2 separate regions of the Pan troglodytes genome follow, and region 1 is linked to region 2. Evidence: chromatin contacts called from public capture Hi-C data. All regions are on one chromosome and are shown on one strand. The core of a region is the stretch at or near the end of the contact, and the rest is flanking DNA. Distances in the headings are between cores, read along the strand shown.

Region 1 (6,256 bases), core at 1,033-3,532, 440 kb before region 2:
TTCTCCTGCCTCAGCCTCCCAAGTAGCTGGGATTACAGGAACCTGCCACCACGCCCAGCTAATTTTTGTATTTTTAGTAGAGGCAGAGTTTCACCATGTTTGTCAGGCTGGTCTCGAACTCCTGACCTCAGGTGATCCACCCTCCTCGGCCTCCCAAAGTGCTGGGATTACAGGCATGAGCCACTGCACCTGGCCTTCAAAGGACAGTTCTCTTAAACTGAGGTCAGGTTGGTGTCTGATATAGGCAAATGTCTTACTGATTTTTGATTTAACCCTCTTCAGTTATCTAATCCCTTCTTGCTGGGTGAGGAGCAGGGAGCTTGGTAGGAACATTTGCCTTTGGCCTTGACCTGAGAGGTTTAAGGGGAGGCACTTGGAACTCGGGCTTAGACTCAAATCCAAGATCAGTCCCTTCACAACTTAGTGTGGGAGTTCCGTGAGTTGCTGAATTTTTCTGAGTCTCCACTTCCCAGTCTCTCTTATAAGGAAGACAAGCTTACTTGTCATGATGCTTAACATTCATGGAGAGTGGTCTGTGAAAGTACTTGACAAAAGTAAATAAACATTAGTACATTATTATTGTAGTGTGTAATAATGTAAACATTTTTACATTATTTCCCTGTTAAAAAAGATATTAGTTGAGTTTTATTCTCTAATATGAGACATTAAGTCTGAATTATCTGGATAATTCTTAAGAAACCCATTCATACTGGGAATGGTAGTGCGTGACTGTAGCCCCAGCTACTTGGAAGGCTGCAGTGGGAGGATCACTTGGGCCCAGGAGTTCGAGGCTGTGGTGCGTTATGATTGTGCTTGTGAATAGCTACTGCACTCCAGCCTGGGCAACATAGCAAGACCCCACCTCTAAGAAAAGCAAAGAAAGAAATCTACTCGAGGTTTAGTGGCCTTGTCCTTAAAAGAGACCTCCCTAGTTAAACCACTCTTTCAAGTTTAGAAGTTTAAAAAAAGCAAAATTCACTGTTACTAGCTCCCTCAGTCATTAGAAGATGGCCTTTAACTCCTGGTTACTTTTAACTCTTTTCCCTGGAAGCCGTTCACTTACAAAGGCAGGATGAACAAAAATCGAACCATGTGTTCACAGGGATTTAGCCGGAGGTGGGATGCAGAATCCTAGTTTATCTCTGGGCGGAAGAGGCTCTGTTGCACTTTATTAGGTCAACCCCTGTGCAATATAAATACCATGAGATGCTATATAGGTAACTTATTCACGGTGTTTTAGGAGAGTAAATTGGTTTCCTGTTGTTGCTGTAACAAATTACCATAAAAGTTAGTGACTTCAAGCCACACGCACTTTTAATCTTACAGTTCTGGAAGTCAGAAGTCTGCAGTGAGTCTCACGGGGCTAAAACCAAGGTGTCAGCAGTTCCTTCTGGAGGCTCCAGTGGAGACTCTGTTCTTTGCCTCCCAGTTTCTAGAGGCCGCCCATGTTCCTTGGCTCCTGGCCTCTTCCTCCTCTCACTCAGACCTCTTGCTCCCCACCTCTCATCTCCTGCTACCCACTCTGTTCTCCTGCCTCCCTATTACACGGGCCCTTGTGACTATATTGGGTATGCCCAATGATCCAGGGTTATCTCTCCATCTCAAAATCCTTCACTTAATCACATCTGCAAAGCCCCTTTTGCTAAATATGGTAATATTCCTAAGTTTAGGGAATGAAGTCTAAGCCTCTGAGTTTTGGGGTAGTTTGTCATGCAACAGTAGCATTCTTCCCCCTGCCTCCACGACCAGCCTGCCTACCACAGGGGAAGAAAGAGCTGTTGGAAATCTAGGCCTCACAAATCACCTCAGAACTGTCTCTTCTTTTTAGATCTTCCTGGGTGTGGACAGTTGACAGTCGCATAAACTGTGCTCTGGGAAATCCAGGGCTAGTCATTCAATGGAGAGTAGGAATTTGGGGCCTCAGATGAGATAACATTGCCGCTCTTTTCTCTCTCGAATATGGAACTTTCTCAAAACTGTGAGCCTCCATTCACAAATAGCTATGTAGTCATCATCAAATGGTATCAGTTTTGGACCTTCCCTGTTTATATGAAGCTGTGCAGACATTATATAAATTTGCCATTCACCTTAAATCTAGGCAGGTTCTGTGAGTGTTTTGATCAGGTCCAGGCTTTAAGAGTCAGGAAACTTTCATTTCCTGTTGCTCAGAGCACGGGCTCTGGGAGCCCTCCATAAAAGAAGCTCAACTGCTTTGCTGGAGAGACAACATGGAGAGGCTCTCCTGGGAGAAGAAGAAGGGCTCAGCTGAGCATTGCCTTCCAGCTGTCCCTACCAAGGCACCAGGTGTGTGTGTGGCCTGACCCTCCAGACAGACCAGCTGCCAGCTGATAGCCACTGAATGTTCCCTATCTATATCACAGGCTGCAGCCAAGTCCTCCCTAAATTCCTGATCTATAAAACTGAGACAGAAGAAAGTGATTGTAGTGTTAGTCCTCTAAATTTGGGGGTAGTTTGTTATGTAGCAACAGGCAACCACAACAGAATTTGATGACTGCCATGTGCATTGTGAGCTAGTTATTTTCTACAGGATCTGAGGATAGAAATGTAGAGGGCATCGATCCGCAAATCCCAGTCAGTATCCACATCACATAGTGCAGATTTCAGACCCCTTTCTCTGCATAGTGATAAACTAATGAGTTTACTCATCTCTGGAGCAGGGATCATTGAAATGGGAGTCACAGAGTTGTTGGGGTGACAAAAGAAATAAGAAGAGCTTTAAAATGTGAGAAAGCCAACCCAAATGTTTTAGTTAGCAATGGCAGTTACAGTCACAGTATCACAAGAGAAATGAAATGGAGAATAGTCTTTCTTGTTTTAACATTGTCTTGTTTTAATATTGTCTTGTTTTAAAATCGCTTGTTTTAATATTGTCTCCAAGTATGGATATTGATCATGGGTTTAAAGCCATTTGACTTTTCATCACAACTCATTTTCAATATTTAAGAAGAAAACATAAAACAAGGGAACATGAAAACGAATTACTTTTTTCTCCCTGAGAGTTTGGGATCGAATGTGTTACTTGCTAATGTATTATGTAATTTGTGGATTATGTAATTTGTGGACAAATTTATTCTCTTCCTGTCCTGAGCTGACCCCCTTCTTTCGCCTGCCTTCTGTGATTCACATGCACTTTTATGTGTGCCCTTTCACTACAGTGTAATAAAAATCTGCTTTGTAGAGTATACTTAAGCCTGTGACTACTATTTAAAATCAATTGTCCTTCAGAAAGGTTGGTCAAGCCTAACACAGATAATGATTAAAGACTGGAATGGAAGAAATCTGCCTCTCCAGGGAAGATGGGTCGGACAATCATGGCATGAACTTGAGCCCAGAAAACAGCCAGCACATACAAGTCTAGAGAGCTGCCTTTGAAGACATCTCTAGTTTAGTCTGCACATAGTGAGATCTGCAAAAGATTAGAAGCTGGAATTCAAGGGCTGTCAGGAACCAGACCAACACAGCCTCTGGGACCCAAGGCCTTTGATTAGAATATACGGAAGTCTGTTCTCGAGTAACTGAGAAAGAATATACAAATGCAGATTTCTTTCTTGTAGAGTAAGATTCTTGGGCCAAATTTTGAATTTTAAACACCAATTTGGAATTTCCATATGTTTTTGGCTTTTGTGAAAGGCTTTGCTCATTGTTGACTAGCCTACTCTAATCAAAACCAAATCAAACGAATGGGTTTGAAAAAAACTACGAGGCAGGCCTGTCTTTGCTTAGCTTCCCTCCAGGACTGCTGTGTTTGAGGAGGTTAGGAAAGATCAGTGTAGCCTGGAGCAGGAGCTTTTCTGTGCCTGAGGTCTTCACCTTTTCATTTGACAGAGTCCCTGTAAACATGGGTAACCTGGCTCTTCCAAGATCAGGGCACCATCCTCCAAAGGCCGCATCCCTTGTTTAGAAAGGAAGTGGTAACTCCTTGGATATTAATATTGAAGCCAAAGATGGGATCTCCAGTCCAGTCCCATGCTCTGAAGAGAAGGGGAAATTGCTGATACTGTGTTCCCTGACAGTGATCTACGTTTGCTTGAGCTGAGAAAAGAATGGAGGCGTTCCTTTTACCAGCAAAGCGGAAATTTTTCAAGACTGAATTTCCTGACATTCAGAGATTCTACCCTCGAAACAGCCAAGCCCCAGAACCAAGGTAGCGTGGTGGCCACAGAACACAGCAAGCAAGAGTAATGTGCCCCAGAGGAGCCTGCAGGTGTTAACCTGCAAACCAGCACTGCACAGGTGAGGACAGAGGCACTGGGGGTGAGGCGCAGATGAGGGGCCTCCCAAACTGAAGCCTGGGGGCAGGGCTGAAAGGGCAGCAGAGAGACCAAAAGTAGGAATTTGCAGACAGGCAGGCTTGGCTCTACCATTCATGTGTGCTTTTGTCAAGTCCCCTGACCTCTAGGCTGGAGTTTCCCCATGGGAGAACGAGGGTATCACCTGCCTTGTGCTGGAGGTTGTTTGAGGATTCTGTGTGAGAACATTTGCTGCAGGTCACCCTGATAGCACAGGGAGAAAGTGGGCAGGAAGGAGCTGCTGCAATGTAAGATTCAGGAAGCCACAGTCAATCTGGGGCAGGCAGGGCTGAAGTTCAATGCGAAGTCATTCCCAGCTTGGAGGCGAGAAGCGATGGTTCTACATAAATATTTACGGCCGCAATCAGGATTGCTCTGGGATCTCAGGAGAGAGTGCGGGGAGTACCCCTAAGTCTCTCCATCATCATTAACCTCCTCAGCTGTGCAGACAAGGATGGCTGGGCTGGGGACACCAGGTCACACAGTTGAGCTGACACCCACCCAGGCTGTGCATATCCTCAGTTGTTAACAAATGCTTCTATAAATCCCCCACAGTTCTGAATTCCAAGTTCTGTTGCTTTTCCAATCTTCATGTTTCCATCTGGCAAGATTTTTCTCCTTAAAACCAATCAAATTTGATGAAATTTGGGCTTCAGATGAATATTTAGAAAAAGAATTAAGTGATGGGTCTTTATTTCTCATTTCTTTTTGCAGCTGTTATTCCAAGTTACCAATTCCCAAAATAAACTTGCTTTTTTGCTTTGAACCAAGAATTTTACTTGACAGACAGATGATGTATAAACAGTGACCTTTCTGGATTTGCAGAATTCTTTGACTACATTATTTATCAGCCCACAGGTGCTGCATATAGCTATAAGATAGATATCAAGAAGACCAAAGAAGAAATGCCAAACGAAATTCATTTCTGTTAATGAATGCGGTGTCTCTGATGCTATTTTTCCATTAACCACATATCACATCTAGTGTGTGTGTGTGTGTGTGTGTGTGTGTGTGTGTGTGTGACTTCAGGAACTCTGTAGGATTTCAAAACATGTTGTGAATCCTACCTTTTTTGAGATGAGGTCTCACTCTGTCACCAGGCTAGAATGCAGTGGTGCAATCATGGCTCACTGCAACCTTAAATTCTTGGGCTCAAGTGATCCTCCCACCTCTGCCTCCTGAGTAGCTGGAAACTACAGGCGCTCACCACCATGCCTGGCTAATTTTTTTTATTTTTGTAGAGACAGGGTCTCACTATGTTGCCCAGGCTGGTCTCGAACTCCTGGCCTCAAGTAATCCTCCTGCCTTGGCCTCCCAAAGTGCTGGGATTACAGGCGGGAGGCACTGCACCTGGCTGTGAATCTTACCTTTGAGCCTCAGGCTTTGCAGTGGCCCTTCATGTTAGGGTAAACAAGTAAACAGCTTGGCCTCACTTTGCTTTAATGTTTTAAAGAAGTCTAGTTTATTTGCGAAGGAAAAGGATGAATAACAATGAACTTTGTTTTTGCATGATGCCTTTTTACAAATACTTTACATCTGCTCACTAAAGATGATCGTGGCGACCTTGAGAAGCAGCAGAAGTTAGACATGATGCCAACATCGACACCTGTGGAAACAGTCACAGAGTTGGCTAGGGCTGGCCTGAGAAGATGTCACAAGCTGATGGTGACAAAGGAAGGTCAGGGCCCAGGTCTCTCTCCTGCTTTCCTTCCTGATGAAAAATTTTAAAAACAATTATTTTACTTGTATTGTAAGGATAATATTACTCATGAAAAAATTAGAAAATAGAGAAAAGCAGAGAATAAAAATCATTTTAGTTCTACCAGTTAAACACAATTTTTTAACATCAGTTTTCCAGGTCAAAAGGGACATTTTTGAACCAGGAAATAAATGACTTACCTAAGCTTATCTTGTAGTGGATAGCTGCACCCAGCAATCTTGCATTA
Region 2 (6,668 bases), core at 4,122-6,621:
TCCACCCAGTTCGAGCTTCCCAGCCACTTTGTTTACCTAATCAAGTCTCGGCAATGGCGGGCGCCCCTCCCCCAGCCTCGCTGCTGCCTTGCAGTGTGATCTCAGACTGCTGTGCTAGCAATCAGCGAGACTCTGTGGGCGTAGGACCCTCCGAGCCAGGTGCGGGATATAATCTCCTGGTGTGCCGTTTTTTAAGCCTGTTGGGAAAGCACAATATTAGGGTGGGGGTGACCCGGTTTTCCAGGTGCCGTCTGTCACCCCTTTCTTTGACTAGGAAAGGGAATTCCCTGACCCCTTGCGCTTCCCGGGTGAGGTGATGCCTTGCCCTGCTTTGGCTCGTGCATGGTGTGCTGCACCCACTGTCCTGCACCCACTGTCTGGCACACCCCAGTGAGATGAACCCGGTACCTCAGTTGGAAATCCAGAAATCACCCGTCTTCTGCATCGCTCACGCTGGGAGCTGTAGACCGGAGCTGTTCCTGTTTGGCCATCTTGGCTCCTCCCCCTGGAATTTTTTTTTTTTTTTTTTTTTTTTACTCTCCCAGTGGAAGCGGGTTGATGAATCTATATTGCACTCAGGAATCTATGTTCTAGTAAATAGAGGGTCAACATAAAGTGCACTGCTTGAAGATCTGCATTCTGCATTGCCTGGGCCCCCTGCTTTAACTTCACAGGTGCAGTTCCTGCCAGCAGAGCAGATAAGGAAGGCTCCTGGAAGCAGGGGTGGCACTACCTCTGGCCTCCTCATGTCTCTCTGCAGGCTCTGTGCTCCTGGGAGCTGAGTCCCCCAGGCTGGGAATAGCCCTAGAGAAGCTTTTGTGTCCTGTGCCTCTCTGTACTTCTCAGTATGAGCTAATAAAATCCCCTTTGCCCCAGTACTCTTCCCTTGGTTTATGGGAGAACACACAGAAAGCTTCCCCACGTAGCCACATCGTGGAGGTCTTCCACAGTGAGCATTAATCCTGCCTCAGTCGTGGGAGTCACAGAGATGGCAGGCCACCTCTCCAGTTCTTTTACCATGGAGTGGGTCAGCCATTAGAAGGGACCTGGACAGCCCACTCACCTCCCAGCATTTTGTACACACTGGCCCTCCTGCTCAGAAGCCCCTAATCCATGTCTGCTGCAGCTCTGGCTGTTCCCAAGAATGGATGTCAGTGTGGGGGCCCAGCCTCCTCAGCACCTTTCAGGAGCCAGGGACCCATGCCATTCGGGGCACACGGCACAGGGCTTTGCAGGTTCCTGGGTCTGGCCACTGGGGCTGCTGTGGGCAGTGCAGGATTTAGCAGAGAAGACTTCAGGCTGTGGCAGAGCGGCAGCTTCCCTGCACAGATCCCCAAGACTGAATACTGGCTGGCTCCAAGGGTGAAGGGAGTGTTGGAACTGCACAACCAGACCCTTGCCTGCTCCCCAGCCTGCCACCCTTGCAGGGCTCATTGCACAGGCCCCACCCTCAGAGCTTCTGATTCCAAGGATCCGGAGTGGAGCCTGAGAATGTGTATTTCTTTTTTTTTCTTTTTTCTTAAAGACAAATTCTTACTGTCTTGCCAAGACTGGAATGCTGTGGCGTGATCATAGCTCACTGTAACCACAAATTCCTAGACTCAAGCAATCCTTCCACATCAGCCTCCCAAGTAGTTGGGACTACAAGGTGTGCACCACCATGCCTGCTTTTTTTTTTTTTTTTTTGTCCGTTTGTTTTTTTAGTAGAAATGAGGTCTTGGTATATTCCCCAGGCTGATCTCAAATTCCTGCACTGAAGCAATCCTCCGGCCTCAGCTTCCCAAAGTATCAGCACCTGAGGAAAATGCGCATTTCTTACAAGCTCTCCCAGGTGATGTGGCTACTGCTGCAAAAGGAGCTGCATTTTGACAGCCACTGCTTTCTGTAACACTGCCTTCTCCTCTCTGAGGCCTCTGAGGCATGACACTGTTCCAATACTGACTGCTAAATTTTTGCTGCCAGCCAGGCCATGGAGGCTATTCATTCTGCCTCTCCTAGCGCTGAGTTGGTCAGCATCAGCAAAAGCTGCCTGGAGGCCAGAAGACAGACACCCTCTGACCCCAGCTCTCTCACTGCTGTCCTGATTCCCCACACAAAGTGTTTGCTGTGGCGCAAACTTGCTGACAGGCACCACCCTGTGTTGGGGATGAACCAAATCATTACAACCGTTAGACCCATGGATTCCTGGCTCTGAAAACAGATGCAAAAGCTCCCCTGCTCCCCTGGCCAACCCACCCCACGGACATCCTCTTGCAGGCCTGCTGTGGAAGGCCCCAAAATGGGACATGACCCGGCAGGAGGTCTGAGAATGGCTTTCCCTGCCAACTGATATCAAGACCCCTAGGGCCTGGCAGTCAAGGCATGAATAAATATATTCCACAGGAGTCCTTTCAGCCATAAAGAGCCTGTCTCCCAGCCTTGTATGCAAAACCAGAGTCGGGCCCAGTGGCTCACTTTTAATCCCAGGACTTTGGGAAGCCGAGGTGGGAGGATCACTTGAGTCCAGGAGTTTGAGACCAGCCTGGGCAACATAGCAAGACCCCTGTTTCTACAAAAAATAAAATTAGCTGGACGTGGTGGTGTACCTATAGTCCCAGCTTCTCAGCAGGCTGAGGTGGGAGGATCACTTAAGCCCAGGACGTAGAGGCTGAAGTAAACCATGATCGCATCACTGCACTCCAGCCTGGGTGAGAGTGAGACCTTGTCTCAAAAAACAAACCAAAAGCCTGAGACAAGTGCCCTGACTGGCAAAGAGGAGACGCTTTGGCTGGGGATTCTAGAACACCAGCATTCCAGAAAATGCATCAAGGTGCCCTTTCTCAAAGCTTCCATGGACTCGTTGGCTTCCAGGTAGTCACTTTTTCTATTGTTCTATCTCCCTCCTTGGCCGCCTCTTCCCATCCTATGCACTTCAGGTACAGAGTAATGCATTTGCATGTTCAGAGCTGCTAATGACCTCGTCGGTGTTTAAACATGGACTATCTAGTCCACATGTCTTAACCTGGGACCTGAATCTAGATGGGGACTGAAGGGTGGGCAGGTCAGCAGGTGCTGAGGCATTCATCTGTAAAGTGCTCACAAACAGCATTAAAGTAAATTGGAAGGATGGTGTCAGCTAACTAAGGCTCCCACACAACCCTTCCAGAGTGGAAAAATCTAAATTGCTTTCACTCTCAGCCTTGAGTGAGAAAAAGAGAATACCCCTCATTGGGGCTCTTTCTGCTGAGCACTTTGCACGGGCAGCTACTTGATATTCACAGTCAATAGAATAATTCATGGGGTTGTACTGACTACCAGAAAAGAGTCAGTTATTTACCTAACTTTTAAATGGGTTCAAGAATTTCAGAAAACTGCTTGTATGTGATCGATTCTAATCTCAGACACAAAGGAGTGCGTGATTTTTATTAGTATACAATTAGTTTCTCACTGACACTACTCTACAAATATTAAATTAAAAAAAATCAATTTGAAAGGGGTGCCAAATTGTGGCCTGCCACAGATCTCAATCTGACACTGTAAAGTTTCTGCAAATGAATGAGGATGTTGTGTGCATGTACAATTTTCTGGGTGAATATTCATAGATTTTGTTGCATGTTCCAAAGAGCCCTAAAACAACCCCACCAACCATAAAAGGGCAGGAAGCTTAGAGGCTTAGATGAAGCCCACAGGCCCCTCCCAAGCCCTCCTTCCTCCGCTCCTTCCCTCTGCACAAGCATCTTCCCTCTTCTTGGCTCCCCACGTAGCCTGATGCCTCACTATACTGAGACCCATTTACTTCACTAACCACCAACCAACCTTGGGATTAAAATGGGCTCGATGATCCAAGTAAAATAATAAACATAAAAATGCCTTCTAAAATTCTACAAAAGTAAAGAATTAAAGAAAAGTCAGGGGGTGCTAGTGTTGTGAAAGTTAATTTGATGACTGATTCCTGAGCGCCTGCCTGAACTATCCACAGGCTGTTCATGTCATGTCCTAAGTGATTTAGGGCAATGTCAGCAGTGGCCGGACTGGAAGCTTCCTGTCTCACTTACTGCCCATATCAGTCTATGAAGTGAGTACTGTTACCCCCAACTTACAGATGAAGAAACTGAGGCCTAAAGAGGTTAGGTAACTTGTCAATTACACACAAGGGTTTGAACTGGAGGCATTCTTGTTAGGACCCTAATTCTAAACCACTATTGAGACACCACTATGTGCTGGAAGCTGTGTGAAGCCTGCTATGAGTATTTAACTTATTTAATCCCCATGACAAACCCATGAAATAAATACTATTATTGTTCCCATTTTACAGAAGGCAAAACTGAGATGGAGAAAGATTAAATCACTTGCCCAAAGTCACATAACTGATAAATGTTGGATAAATGTTGGAGCTGGGGTTTTACCCAGACAGTTTTACTCCAGAGTTCATCCCCTTCACTTTTTCACTGAAACGCACACGATTTAAGGAGTTGCATAAACCAGCCTCCAAATAACCATCTGGGGCCATTAATGAGAGGCCATTTCTGTTATCAGAGGATATAAGATTTTTTTTTTTTTTTTTTGAAATGGAACCTCATTCTGTCGCCTAGGCTGGAGTGCAGTGGTGTGATCTCGGCTTACTGCAACCTCTGCCTCCCAGGTTCAAGCAATTCTCCTGCCTCAGCCTCCCAAGTAGCTGCAATTACAGGCGCCCGCCACCACGCCCTGCTAATTTTTGTACTTGTAGTAGAGACGGGGTTTCACCGTGTTGGCCAGGGCTGGTCTTGAACTCCTGACCTCAGGTGATCTGCTGGCCTCGGACTCCCAAAGTGCTGGAATTACAGGCGTGGGCCACCACACCTGGCCAGGACTTCTTAAGATTCAATAACTTGTCAGTGATTATTTCATCAGTCTTTCAGACACTTTTTCTAATCACACATTGGTTTCAACGGACACTTGCCTACTGTGTACAAAAACAATTGGATGCGGTGCTGAACAAGACATGGTTTGTGCCCTCTGGACGTCTCTGTCTAGTCTGGCAGACGGACACATATACGAAAACACCATGGAAAACAGACTGATTAGATGCCCTGGCGATGTACTCCAGGAGTCCGGGGAGAATTCCTGGCTTCTGCAGGCCGTTAGGTTCCAGGGGGTGGGGGTAGGGTTGGGAGAGGCATGACTGGCGTGTTTCAAGTGGCGCCCGCAGCCAGCCAAGGCAAAACGCAGGACTGAGGGCTTTCCCGGCCCACTAGCTCCTCTGCTGGCTCCCAGCTGTAAGGAGTGGATGCCGTGGTCTCCGCATCCAGCCGTCACGTGCTGCAGCAGCGAGCTCTTTGTTTTCCATCATTCCCTGGCCTCCGCGTGGATGCATTTCAGAGTCACGGGGTTCTGCTTGGTCACACCTGGTCTCAACCTTCTCTCAACACGTCCAACCCTGTCTCGAGGACATGAAGTCCTTGGGGTCCCTGCCTGCCCATCTCCCAACTGATGATTAACTGTAGCTGACAACCCAGCGTTACATAAGAGGATTATGAAACTCTGTTAACAGGGAGGTAGGTGATCTGTATGTATAAATAGACAAAAACCCACGAGTCTGCTGCTTTAAAACTCAGAGACATCTAGTGGCAAGAAATTATACCTGCAGTCCTGGCCCATCCACGCCAAATAAAGGACTTTTTAAAAGTTCTAAATTGTGAAACTTTTGTACCTACCCAAATTGGGAGGCTTTGGGTAAATTACTTTGAAAGAAAAATGGACAGGTTTTTCATTTTTAGGACTACGGCATTATCTTTAATAAAAAGAACCATAAACCTACCTTAAAACTGTTTTGCTCCAAAGTTTTAAATGCACACAATTACATATAGCATGTGTGAGAGAAAATTAGAATATAATGACTCTATTAAAAACTTTTTGACCAGGTGCGGCGGCTCATGCCTGTAATCTCAGCACTTCAGGAGGCTGAAGTGGGCAGATCCCTTGAGCACAGGAATTTGAGACTAGCCTGGACAACATAATGAGACCTCGTCGCTACTAAAAAAAACATTTTTAATAGCCAGGTGTGGTGGCATGCACCTGTAGTTTCAGCTACTTGGTACACTGTGGCAGGAGGATCCCTTGAACCCAGGAGGTCAAGGCAGCAGTGAGTTGTAATGGCACCCCTGCACTCCAGGGTGACAAAATAAGACCCTGTCTCAAAAACCAACAAAACAACCAACCAACCAACCAACCAAACAAACAAAAACACCTCTTCTACACATTGACCTGTCATGCATGATTCAGAACTTTTTTAATGTAAAAAAATTTACAATTTTCCCCTCCAATTTCATAATTATTACAAACTGGTCCTACAGGTGAACAAACGTTGATTGAATAGGAGAATAGCCTTTAAAAATTAACCAGAGAGCCCCCCGCTGCATTTCCTCACTCACATTGCTATCTTCTTTTCTATTTGCCTCCCCCCACCCCATCTGTCAGGGAAGCTGTTTGGGGTTCATGACTTCAGAGGAGAAAAAAGTGGCAGGGAAAAGGGAGTGCCACCCTGGCTTTTGAGTTTCCAAAAGCTTGATCCTTCAGGGAACATAAAGGACTTACAACATAAACCAAATGTATATTTTTTGTAAATAGACTCTTTTTAAAGTATATAACATAGCTTCAGAGAAGTGCAGAAATCGTATTACAAGTGGTTAAGTGTGAGGTCATCACAA

What was found. Capture Hi-C pulls out chosen DNA fragments and counts their contacts.
Region 1: a contact with region 2 is called in a capture Hi-C map of stem cell-derived neural stem cells, with 6 times the contacts expected there. The contact joins two enhancer-like sites. A contact is called at or near these places in 3 of 7 Hi-C or Micro-C datasets (blood, induced pluripotent stem cells and stem cell-derived neural progenitor cells), 1 of 1 datasets of contacts at active chromatin or transcription factors (stem cell-derived excitatory neurons) and 1 of 1 other capture datasets (stem cell-derived neural stem cells).

Annotation. Positions count from the first base shown.
Region 1 is chr7:111,530,232-111,536,487 of NHGRI_mPanTro3-v2.0_pri, reverse strand. No RefSeq gene overlaps it. Among named protein-coding and RNA genes, the nearest start is that of ZNF706, 89 kb to the right of the region's middle. Within about 2 kb of position 2,282, at least 1 of the 24 cell types and tissues checked has an H3K27ac peak or open chromatin away from gene starts, as enhancers often do. A contact at or near this core is called in stem cell-derived neural stem cells, where this site is marked.
Region 2 is chr7:111,089,589-111,096,256 of NHGRI_mPanTro3-v2.0_pri, reverse strand. No RefSeq gene overlaps it. Among named protein-coding and RNA genes, the nearest start is that of YWHAZ, 100 kb to the left of the region's middle. Within about 2 kb of position 5,371, at least 21 of the 24 cell types and tissues checked have an H3K27ac peak or open chromatin away from gene starts, as enhancers often do. A contact at or near this core is called in stem cell-derived neural stem cells, where this site is marked.